2 separate regions of the Mus musculus genome follow, and region 1 is linked to region 2. A link is a contact called in public ChIA-PET data. All regions are on one chromosome and are shown on one strand. The core of a region is the stretch at or near the end of the contact, and the rest is flanking DNA. Distances in the headings are between cores, read along the strand shown.

Region 1 (5,754 bases), core at 1,419-3,918, 690 kb before region 2:
AAAGTTGTCTTTCTAAAACTTGACAGATTTCATAATGAGGAGATCACTGACATACCCCTGTGCAAAGGCTACATGCAAATGAGCTCTTCCGTTCCTGACTCCTATTTTAATTGATTTTGGAGTCTCGTCACGAGTAGGCTACTGTGTTGTATTGCTTAAGAAGCAGCAGCAATTTATAGTTTAGTTGAAGCAAGTTCTTGTAATAATGACAGGCACGGCGCAGGCCTAATCCATGGGGATCTATACAACATGGTGAACAATACACTCCCCAAGACATGTTTAAATTATGAATCTGATGGTGGGCGGTCTCTCAGCTCTGTGCAGAATAGCTTTGGTGTGAGCTGTTGGAGCGTTTTGTACCTGGGATTCAGAACTTTTATGAAGGCCAATACCCTGAAACTCATTCAAGCAATAAATTCACTTGTCTTTGAGTTTACAAGGCAATAAACAGTGAAGGCCTTTGACCTTAACATTTACTGAATACATTTGCAGCAGTTGTGTTTATTGACAACTATTTATAGGGAAGCATTGGGAAGTGAACTTCCTAAGTTGGGGGGAGGAGGAGGAGGGCAGTTTTGTAAGGCTTCTTTAAAAACAAAAGTTTGTATTTACTTTTCAGCTATTGGGTGAACTTTCCGTTTTGGAATTGGGGCTTGATTTTGTGTACCAGAATTTCTTTCAGTGTGATAAAATACCATAATTAGAATTTCTAATTAAAAGAAGACAAACGAAAAAGAATAACAGCGGAGTTAAAGAGCACTGGCCCAAGGGCATTTTGTGTTTTGAGAGTGGGATGATTGAGAACAGTCAAGGGCTGTAATTTTTTGTTTTTGTCATGGAGTAAGATGCTTCTCTTCTATATGAACATCTAGTTAAAAGGGCTTCCAGTAGCTCTGTGTTGCCCAAAGAGAGGGGTATGCTGTGAACCTTACCTGTGTTATGCATTTTGAAGTTCATTGATTTTTGATAGGATCGTTGACGGTTGATCTTTCTCATTGGAGTAACTTGTATGGCATCCCAAGGCCATCATATTCCTTAAAGTTGGGAGGGTTTGAAGCTGCTCATCGCTGGGGATGGGGCGCTTAGACACACTATACAAAGGGTGTATTTAGTCTACAAGTGGGAAGATGCTGCAGGCACCTGGCGCATAGGGCATAAAACAAATGTAGGGGAAGAAACTTGTAGTGATTCCTTAGAGCCATTTTCCCACAGACCCAAAGTCCTGTTCCTTCCCAACCTGGGGAACTCCTTCTGTTGATGCTGTATGAACATGGCGGACGGGGAGAGGGATTCCTTGCTGGTGCCGTGGGGCTCATGCCTTGGGGAATGAGAACGGTTGCTCACCATCTTCACACATGGTAACGGCTGGGGTTCTTGAGGGAGCAGTTATCAGAGTGTGTGCCTCCCAGATTCCACAACAACAGGCTACACTCTTGGTAAGTGAATTCTGCAAGAAGCCTGCTTGGCAAGCTTGTATACACACACACACACACACACACACACACACACACACACACACACACACACACACACCACACACCACAGACCACCCCCACAAGTATCTTTCAACTCTCAAAATTCTTCACACGCCTTTTTTTTCTTTTTCCTGATAAGAGGAGCAAACCACTAAACAAACAGGGGAGGTGCATGTCCTTTAGGGTCTGTAGTCACTTTTTTTTTTTATTAGATGTTATGTATCTGTGGATCGACTCCATTGTGATCCAGCGATCTGAATCTGCACTTGCTTACAAGTCTGTTTTTACAGACTGTGGAAGAACAGAGTTTTAATTGCTTGCCGAGGAGAGCGGGGATAGAATCCTCCAGGTAAATCTGGTATATGTGTCAGATTAGTTTTGCCTAGAGGAAACGCCATGTCTCAGCGTCTTATACCCCTAATTTATACCCCCTTATAACTGTGATTACCGTGACGTGGAGTAGAGAGATGCGGTGAATGATTCAGGAGGCTGGCACGGGAGGGTCACAAGTTTGAGACCACCACCACAAGAAAAAAAATGTAGTTCTCAGAAATTGGCTTCTGAGATTAAAGGGGAAACTATATAACCTTACTGGTTAATATTTCATAACCAGTAAGCTTTGGATGGGGGGGAAATTGAAGAAAACAGAACAAAGTGTGTTTGGCAGACTTCTGCTGTCTTTCCTGCCTACTCAACAAGCTCAAAGGCAAGGACCGTGTTTCTCTTGGTGGCTGCTCTCTCTAGGGAGGTAGAGTTGTTTTGTATAATTCAGCTGACATTACCTTAACTTCGGGACACTCACCTTGGAAAACAAACAGTTTGATACCCAGAAACATCTAGAAACTTCCCAGAAAGCAATGATCTTAGCCTGTGTTAGAAACAAACCAACAAAGCTTACTCTTCCTCCTCCCTGCCCCCACTCCTGTCCTCCAGGCTCCAGAAAACAAGTTTGTTGAGCAGGGAAGGGAAATGCCTCCAGCCAGCCAGTCTGAAGACAGGAATGCTGGGCAGGAGATCCGATCCACAATCGGAAGGGTAGAAGGGGCCGATAAGGCTGCATCAGTCACCAAAACAGGTTTCGGAGGTAAAGTGAGGAGGGCCAGGAAATTTGCGATAGGATCGCACTGGGCTGTTAAATCCTGGCACCCAGCGCAGGAGTGGTGACTAAGAGACACTATTTAAACAACAGAGTTTGCGCAAGCGCAAAGGCTCCCTAGCCAAGCTCCTGTGTCAGATCCTCCTGGAGCTTCTGGTCTCTCAGAAAGTACCACGTCTGTGGTCAGTGTCTGCACTGGGGCTGGAGATCAGCTGTGTGTTCATCTCTAAACATTTGAGTCTCTTTTCTAGGAGTACACCCCCCCCAGCCCCCCACTCCAGCCTGCTCCCTGACCCCCACATCCAGGCTGGTCTTCAATTTTCAATCTGCCTGCTGATCAGCCTCAACTGTTGGGAGTGAAATGAAGGTTTTCTGTGGCCCACTTCCCTTCGAGCAGAAGTAGACTGACTTTGGTTAATATCAATACAAGACACGTAACTACGTTTCTCTTGCTTTCTCCTCTTTTCTTGGAAGTACGTTTTTCTGGGTAGAAAGACAGCTTTGGACAGTTGTGCATTTTTCGGTCTCTGGAATTTTAGTATATGGTCCAAACCAGTCGGACTGTATGAGCTGGGCGTGGTGGTGCAAACCCTTAGTCCCAGCACTGGGGAGGCAGAGGCAGGCGGATTTCTGAGTTCGAGGCCAGCCTGGTCTACAGAGTGAGTTCCAGGACAGCCAGGGCTATACAGAGAAACCCTGTCTCGAAACAACAACAACAACAACAACAACCAAACAAAAAAACAAAGAGAGAGAGAGAGAGAGAGAGAGAGAGAGAGAGAGAGAGAGAGAGAGAGAGAGAGGCCAGTGTATCAGGACGTCACTGTGCCTGTCACATTTTTTTTTCTTGGAGTGTGTATATTAATGTGGCCACACATTGCGTATGGTGGGCGGGGACACCCTCAGGTGCTGTCCCCTCCTTTCTTTTTTCCTCTTCAAGACAGGTTCTTTCACTGGCCTGGAACTTGTCAAGTAGGCTGGTTGACCAGCCAGTGAGCCACAGAAGTCCACCTTTCCCGCACTCACGGCCATCCCAGCCTTTCTTCACCTTTGTGTGGGTACTAGAGACTGAACACAGCAGCAGGGTCTCACGCTTGCAGGGCAAGCACTTTCTGGCCGCGTCCACCAGGTGGAGGATTCTGACAGAGCGGACACCTGTTTCAGGGTGTTCTGATTCTTGTTGGGGGAGCTGGGTGGCCCTAAGCATAGCAGACCCTACAAGGGAAGCAATCAGGTGCCCACAGCAGGAGCCTCCCTTGGCCAGTAGGGGTGATCAAAGAATGGAAAGCCAGGGCCAGCACTTTTTTCAGTCCCATCGGTCTATGGTGAAATCTCAGGCGTCCGGTGTGCTTGACTCCCAGATCGAATCTTCGGAAGAGGCTGGTGGTGTGCCTGCTTCGGGATCCAGAGGCCAGCTCTCTGGCTTTCCCCTGGGAGAGCATGCCCAGGCTGGTAGGGTTGCAGTGTGGCTTAGAACCAGGAGAGAGTGCGCCCCCTCGGGAAAAGGGAGAGCTGTAATTCTCAAGAGTAGCGCTAGAGGTCGCAGCTCGAAAGGAAAGTGCCACTCAGACTCCAATCTGACCTCAGCCCCCCCCCCCCCCTGTTTTAATCTCTGGAGACTTTCAGGCTTTCTGTGCTGTTACTCTGAGCCATGGCGCTTTTCTGTATTTGAGGGTCACTCTCCAGGCAAACCTAATTTATTCTCCCTGTCCCACTGCTCCTCACGGTAGGAGAGGCATGTTAGGTAGAGGCATGTGAGAAGCTCTGCCTCTCAGAGAAAGGCAGAACCCCCTTAAGGGGACACTTTTGTCTTCCTGCATTCCAGGGTCAGCTTATATCCTGTTGTTGTTGTTATTATTATTATTATTATCATTGTGGTTGTTATTATTGGTTGTTATTGTTCTTATACTACACAGATATGTAAGGCTGGATATACATGTCTACACTCACAAAAACATACTATTCAAAATAACAATAGGAATGGAATGGAATTGAGTTGGGAAAGCCTGAACCACTGAGAATAGTTGAAACCCAAAATTGATGTCCAGTTCTGTATTTGCTTTATATGTTGAACGTCAGTGGGGCTAGGCTAGAGAACCTTCATGCACTCGAGTGATATCCTGATATATAGGATAATTGATTCGAGACCCTTGGGAAAGGGTCGTTCAACCACAAAGGGGTCTCAAACCACAAGTTGCAAACTGTTGTGCTATAACATGGGATCACTGAACTTCATGCTAGCTGAAATAAGCCTGTCACAAAAAGGCAAATAATGGACGGTTCTGCTGTTGAAAAGTAGCTAGGATAGTAAAACGGAGAGACAAAAATTAGTGCCTCCCGGGAGATAGGGGGAGGAAGGCAGGAGATCACCTTAGGGTCACTACTGTGGTGTAAATAAACATCATGACCAAAATCAACTTGGGGAGGAAAGGGTTATTTTGCTTATTCTTCCTTATTACAGTTCATCACTGAGGGAAGTCAGCGCGGAGACTCAAATAGGGCAGGAATCTAGAGACAGGAGCTGATGCAGAGGCCATGGAGGAGTTCTGTCTACTGGCTTGCTCAGCCTGCATTCTTATAGCATCCAGGACCACCAGCCCAGGGGTACCCCACCTACAGTAGACCAGGCCCTCCCACATCAATCACTAATTAAGAAAATGTCCACTTGCCCACAGCCCAGCCTTACGCAGGCGATTGTCCCTGCCTTCTTGGATAACTCTAGACTATGCCAAGCTGATATAAAAACTGGCCAACACGGAGATTACAATTTATTAAATAATGAGTTTCAGTTTGGGAAAGTGAAAATGTTCCAGAAATGAATAGGGGTGGCGGCTGCACCATTCAAATATACTTACTGCCACTGGATCACACGTTTAAAATGGTTCAAACAGGCCTGGGGAGGAGGCTCATTTGATTGAGTACCCAGTTAGCATGTCCAAGGCCCTTGTTTGATTCTCAGCACCACCGAAACCAGGAGTGGTGGTGCACTCCCAGCACTCCCAAGGGAGCGGCAGAAGGATGGGAAGTTCAAGGACATCCTTGGGTACATAATAAATTTGAGTCTAGCCTGAGCTACATGAGACCCTATCTTTAAAAAGTGTCAACATGGCAACTTGTGTGTATATTTTTCCACAAAATTCTGATAGAGCAGTTTCAGACTCAGTAAGAGTTCTGTGATTTGAGATT
Region 2 (6,059 bases), core at 839-3,338:
GAATCCTGAAGCCAAACACAAAGATTACAGAAGTCTCCCCTTCCTGCCCATCACATAAACAAATGGCCCAGCTGTTACTGCTAGGATCCCAGTTTTAAACTTGGACTTTCTTGTATAAACTTCAATGTAATGGTATTTAAAGTGTCATAGGCAATAAGCATCTAATCCTGCTCAATAAATTGTAGGCTCGTTGCATGAACTCCTAGAGCTGTTAGAGACAGCTGTGCTTTTTTTGTAATTTAAGTCATTCCCAAACCAGGCAGCTCTCCAGGTGTGTTTTCAGACAAACAATGTACACTAGGAAAAGTGACGTGCTGAGTCTCTAGGCAGGGGGAGAGACACAAAAGAGGAAAACCTGAGGTTTAACATGGAAAAACTCAGGGGTCCTGACCTCCCTGAGAGTAATACAGGCCCACCTTCCCTCCCTCTGCTAGGTGAATGGGAGGCCAAATACCTTTGCCAGCACAATCACTATAGTTAACTGTTGGGTCAAAGCCATCTTCAAGTACCAGGAGGGAAAATGACCATTTGGGGGTTCTCAAAACAGAGCCATCAACTTCAAGAACGAGGATTAAAAAAAAGAGGGAGATAGGTCCTCTCTCAACCTCGGTAATAGCTAAAAGGATGGGCCCCATGGTTTCTATTCCCATAGTGGTTTGGAAAGAAGCCCTCAACAGGACCAGAAGAAATTGTAAGCAGGCTTCCTTTAGTTCACCGTCATCACATAGGCCTGCAATTGGTAATTATTAACAATCAAGTGGTAATTACTTCTCAGTCATCACTAAGCGGTAAGTGAATCCTCTTCAGGTGCGTAAAAGCTTCAAGGCCGTATAGTAGTTATTCTATGACTAACTGGTACGCCTGAGTACAGACTCAGGCCAAGAAGCTGCAGCCTGGGGTTCTCCCGAGCTGTTCACTGTTGGTGTTGGCTGATTCAATGAGGCCACGGAGAGGTTTGCCTCCTGGAGTCCATACCAGAACAAAGAGCTTCTTACTGCTTTGGTTTCGCTCGACGTGCACTGCACCTGTCTGGTCTCACCCGCTCGCTCTCTGCACTGTTATGGTGTTACTGTGTGTTATCTTTCAGGCTAAATATATTTTGTGTCTGCCTCGCTGTCAACAATGCAGAGAACATAGAAAAGCAAGGAAGCAGGGAGGATTCTCTGGAGACCTTCTGGGGTGGGTAGAATTTCCTCATCAACAGGCCAGTCCTGAAATGAGTCGATTCATCTTAAGGTTCTGGAAGGCCACTCAAGCTCGCAGGTGGAAGGGGTCTCAGGCTTGCTACAGCTCAGGTGGACGACTGGGAGCTATACCTCTTGCCCCAACAGAAAACTCTGGTTCTGTGTATGAACCCCGACCTGGCACACTGTCCTGAAGTTCAATTCTCCTTCCATGGCCCTGGCACTTGTAGGGCAAAGCCTGGACTTTTATTTAACCTCTGGACTTGCCTTTTCCGGGGTTTCGGGTAGTACTCCTGTTGCTCCTCTCTGAGAATCCAAACCTCAGCAGAACACTTTATGTGGAGGGAGTGGGGTAGGGGCGAAGGGGAGGGATAAGACCATGGTCCACTTATTTTTCAGTTCATAGAGCAAAAGCCCTCAGGCATTACTCAGTTTTAAGAGGAAGCTCAACAGCTCTGCATAGATTAAAGACCAAAGCAAAGAGTCTAGAAATAACTAATCTCCCGGTGTCACTTCAAACAAGTGTGGCATACCAGATATGTGTTATCTGTCAATCAATGAGACCTTCAGCTAGCCAATCAATCCCGTTTCTTCCCTCGATGCAGCTTCTAAAAGCTTACCAGAATATCACCAAATCCACAGATGTAGAGTTCAGAAGTCATTCACCCAGTGCCACAGGTAACATTTTTAAATACATGAATAACCCCACTGAGATGCTGTTTAATGTTTTGAGGGGAAGAACACGCCCCACAGATCAGAATGGTGGGTTTTTTTTTTTTATTTTCAGCTAAGAGCTGGAGAATGAAATTATTAAAGCCATCTTCTGTTCTACTTTAATTCTCACCAGCTTTTTGTGAGTTTACTTTAACAAGTAATGTTTGATTGAATTCAGGCCTGCTTTTGTTTACAAAGTGAACGAGAGCCAGCAAGTCGTGGCCTGGCTAATTTGCACATCCACTGGCTTGGTCTCCTCCCCTTTAAACAAAAATCTGGAGTTTGTGATTTATTGTTGATTTGGTTAGCTCAAATGATTTTAACGGTTAAAATTTAGCTTCCATGCCATCCTTGAGATTTCACCAACAGCATCCAACTGATTTCACTTTGCTGTATGAGGCAGAGCTGACCTCCCACTCAAAGAGAGAGAGAGAAAGAGAGAGAGAGAGAACTAAAAGAAAAGCACATATTACCTCCCAACTTACCAAGATTTCAGATGCCAACAAGAGCTGAGGATGAAAATTCACAGATGGAAAAAAACAAACTCAAGGCTGTAAATCCACCATTGTAGAAACTAAGCTGGTTTATCTGAAACAATGTCCTATCAGCATATTGGTACAATAAAAGGGTAATTGTCGATACCAGCTGCGTCCCTCTGTGTAATTAGCAACCATCATCCTCTGACAGCTGGATAAACTAGAAGTTCTCAACCCCACTAGAGTGCCAGAACCTTCCTGGAGGCCTATTCCTAGGCTGAGAGGCTGCCTGAGAAGTGCAGGGTGAATTCTATATGAACACAAAGTCCCCCCCAGTGGCTCTAGAGATCCCTGCGTCCACACTAGCCTATCTTTGGCTGTGTTTATGCTGCCTTATCTAGTCCCTCTCATCTTCTTTCTTGCTTAACCTCTCCCAACTCTATCAGTATGACTTTTGCCCCTTATTACTTGTGTGTAATATTCTCATGCATCCTGCTGTTGGGACTTGCTTCACGTGATTGTTACACCCTGCCAAAGCTGCTGGACTCTCATAGACCATTGCATTCCATCTTCAGTCAATTTCTGTTCTCCCAGCAGTAAGACAAGGCTCATCCCCAGCCTTTTCCACCCCCATGCAGATAATCCGCTAGCTCTTTGATCTAGCCCCCTTCCCGCAGTTTGCTTCCTTCATTGCGATCTCTTTGGAAATAATAAGAGGCTGACTCCATCGCTGCAGCATTAAGGGGATGATGATGGGCTTCAAGCGGAAACAGTGCACATCTCATTAACCCTGGTTCTTCAAAGCCCAGCCTAGCACATAGCATGTGGCAGATACTTAAACATTTGTTCATATCTATGTGAACATCCAAGTCAAATTTGCTTTTGGAGACTACTTTATTGACCTAGTACTTTTCAGAATGCATGTTCATCCTGTATAATCACAACGCCTTAGAAACGGGGACTCGCCTGGGTTCTGCTGAATCCGGGGAAACAAAGGTCATGAAGAGTTGCAATTTTTCCAAAGTTAATGGAGTTGGAAAATGTCAGGTGAGCCACGAGTCAAGGTTGGTTGATTTGTTGTGGCTTGTGTTTACTTTTATCAACTCATAAATAAAATAATGCAGTCTACTCCTCCCCCCCAGGGAGTGATGCCTACAAAATACTTTCTGAAGGAGCCCAGATACTTATAACCTGCCTCTTCTGGTGTTCTCTCTCTGAGTCTAATCCTTGGTAAAGTGCCCCCTCCCTGCACCCCACGTCTGACTTGATTTTGTCAATAGTAGTGGATTTCCTATTATGAGCTTTGCAAGGTAATTCCTACACTAACTACTGAGCCAGGTCAAATTCCACAGGTCTAGAGTACAGTCCTCTGAGAGGATGCCCTCCCTGTGGACACCCAGCCACAAGCTCTGAGATTATCAGGCCACCTGCATTTCTGATTAACCAGCTATCAGTCCCTGGATTCCCATGTCTCCTCCAGGACCAGCAATTCAACTGAACAACTTTCAGAGCTCAGGAAACACTATACTTACAATTTTGGCTATGTAGAAAAGCTACAAATCAGGATCTGCAACATAGGGATATAATAGCTCTAGAAGATTCCTAAATGTGGGCTATCCACGTCATCAGGACCCTACCTTCCACATTCTTTAGTGTGTATCACCAGCTTGGAAACTCACCTGTGGCACAGCAGTCCAGAGTTTTGACTCAGGAGCAATTGGCTGAGTTATTGGCCATGTGAATAACTGAATCTCTAGGACCCAACTAGTCTCCTCAGGTCAGACTAGCAGCATGTGGATAAAGCCTTAATGATTAAACTACTTGGTTTTAAAGTTGTCAGCCCTCATTCTGAGTGCCCTCCTAACTCATCTCCTAGCATAGGTTCAGGATGAAGTTGAAGGAACACCATACATACAAAGACACACTCACCACGCACAAATGCCCATGGACCTGCAGCTTACCTATTAGGAACAAAGTCTGGCCATTCATTGTACAATGGTCCTGTATTCTGCTTGGTCTCCTGTCTGTCCCTAAGGACTGATCAGTTCCAGGTCAAGGCCATCCAGCTCTCTGCGTTTGCCTTTTGTTGCACTCATGCTTAAGCCCCCGTTCTTTGCCTCCCTAGTTAGACTAGAAGAACCATTGAAACAAAGATCATGTCCACTGCACTCATCCTTCCTCTGCAGGTTCTCACACTGATCCTAGATCATAGTTAGTATGATTCGGTATTTATTGTGTGTGACTTCTGTCTCATACATTTACTCACATGTAGAAATGATAGCTCTAAACCTAAATCTTGCACCAAAATGGGAGTAGCTGCCACCTCTACAGGTGTGAAATCAATAGGTCAACAAGAGAAATCTCCTGGTCACTGGAAAAGATCTCAACACAGATTTGAAGTATATCGCACTTCATAACCTATTGTTTTCAAGTCTGTTACAAGGTGGATTTGGAAAATTGAGGCAAAAGCATACAAAAAATTAACACATTTCATCCAGAAGATGTTGATAATGGTAGAGAATGAAGAGAGCTATGGATGGATTTTCCTTCGCTTGACTTTTAGATGATCTTCATTTATCTCTATCAAACAATCGAGTTCTTAGTAGCAGAGTGTTTCTTTCAAGTTCATTCTCTCGTAACATATGCGTTCACATAGTTCCAGGTGGGAATTAAGTTCCAACAGTCCCAGAAAGATCCATCAACACAAAAAGAAAATTGGATCACTTGTAAAATGGAACTCACGGTTTTAGTGTTGAATCATAAGCACAACCATCCTAGTCTAATCAATAAGAACAAAGTTGAAAGCAAGTCTTTCAATCTATCCCTTACAGCCCTGCTCTTTCTAGCTCCACCTTTCAGTGAAGTGAGCTGTTTACTTCTCACAACTGTTGGTAGAATGGACTTGACTGTAAGTCCATTTCCTCATTCCCATTGTTGTAAGGTTTTTTTCACAGTTGTTGGAGATTGTAAATTCCCACAGGCTGATGTCATAGCCAACAGTGGTGCATGTGATCAGAAAGCACGTGGCCATAAAGGGCAAATGAGTTGACTTTCTATAAACCCTGGCAATAGCCAAGATGGGCCCAGAATCCTAGCTTCGACTGTCTGTCTCTGAAATTCTTCTCCACTATGCTAATATCTCTGCCATGTGTGCCACAGATTCTGACAATGTTCATCACATAAGAAATGCTTATTGAGTTATGGTGATTTTAAGAGGGATGATTCTGACCAGATCTGTTTTTCACAGTTCTGGGGCATCTTTGGTACCCACACATATTATCAATCATCATTTGCACAGTGCTTCCTCTGTCATTCTTCAATCGCTCCCAGTCCATGCAGTTAAAGGCACAGTCCTCCACAGCGTACCCTTTATAACCTGCCTCTCTCTTGTTTCATAAAGTAGGCTTACTCTCTGAGTCCCACCTTAAAAGACAATCAGCTGTGTTAGAGTTTCAGAAACTGACTTGGGGAAGAGAGAAAAAAATAAAGATTGTATCTCCTAAAGATATTCAAACTTTGTTCTTGGTTTCACTGGACTGAAAAAAGAATTCATTTAGCAGTTATTATGTTCATTTGCCTTTTAAGCCAAAGTACCCAACATACTAACACAGTAGTGACTCAAATATGTAGTGAATGAGGTGTGTGTGTGTGTGTGTGTGTGTGTGTGTGTGTGTGTGTGTGTGTG

What was found. ChIA-PET counts read pairs in DNA pulled down with a chosen protein or histone mark.
Region 1: an H3K27ac ChIA-PET map of liver shows a contact between it and region 2, with 10 times the contacts expected there. The contact joins two enhancer-like sites. A contact is called at or near these places in 3 of 484 Hi-C or Micro-C datasets (dorsal root ganglion neurons, embryonic cerebral cortex and embryonic fibroblasts) and 1 of 115 datasets of contacts at active chromatin or transcription factors (liver).

The regions. Positions count from the first base shown.
Region 1 is chr14:46,701,290-46,707,043 of GRCm38.p6, reverse strand. No RefSeq gene overlaps it. Among named protein-coding and RNA genes, the nearest start is that of D330046F09Rik, 30 kb to the right of the region's middle. Within about 2 kb of position 2,668, at least 79 of the 459 cell types and tissues checked have an H3K27ac peak or open chromatin away from gene starts, as enhancers often do. A contact at or near this core is called in liver, where this site is marked.
Region 2 is chr14:46,013,555-46,019,613 of GRCm38.p6, reverse strand. No RefSeq gene overlaps it. Among named protein-coding and RNA genes, the nearest start is that of Gm34499, 200 kb to the left of the region's middle. Within about 2 kb of position 2,088, at least 18 of the 459 cell types and tissues checked have an H3K27ac peak or open chromatin away from gene starts, as enhancers often do. A contact at or near this core is called in liver, where this site is marked.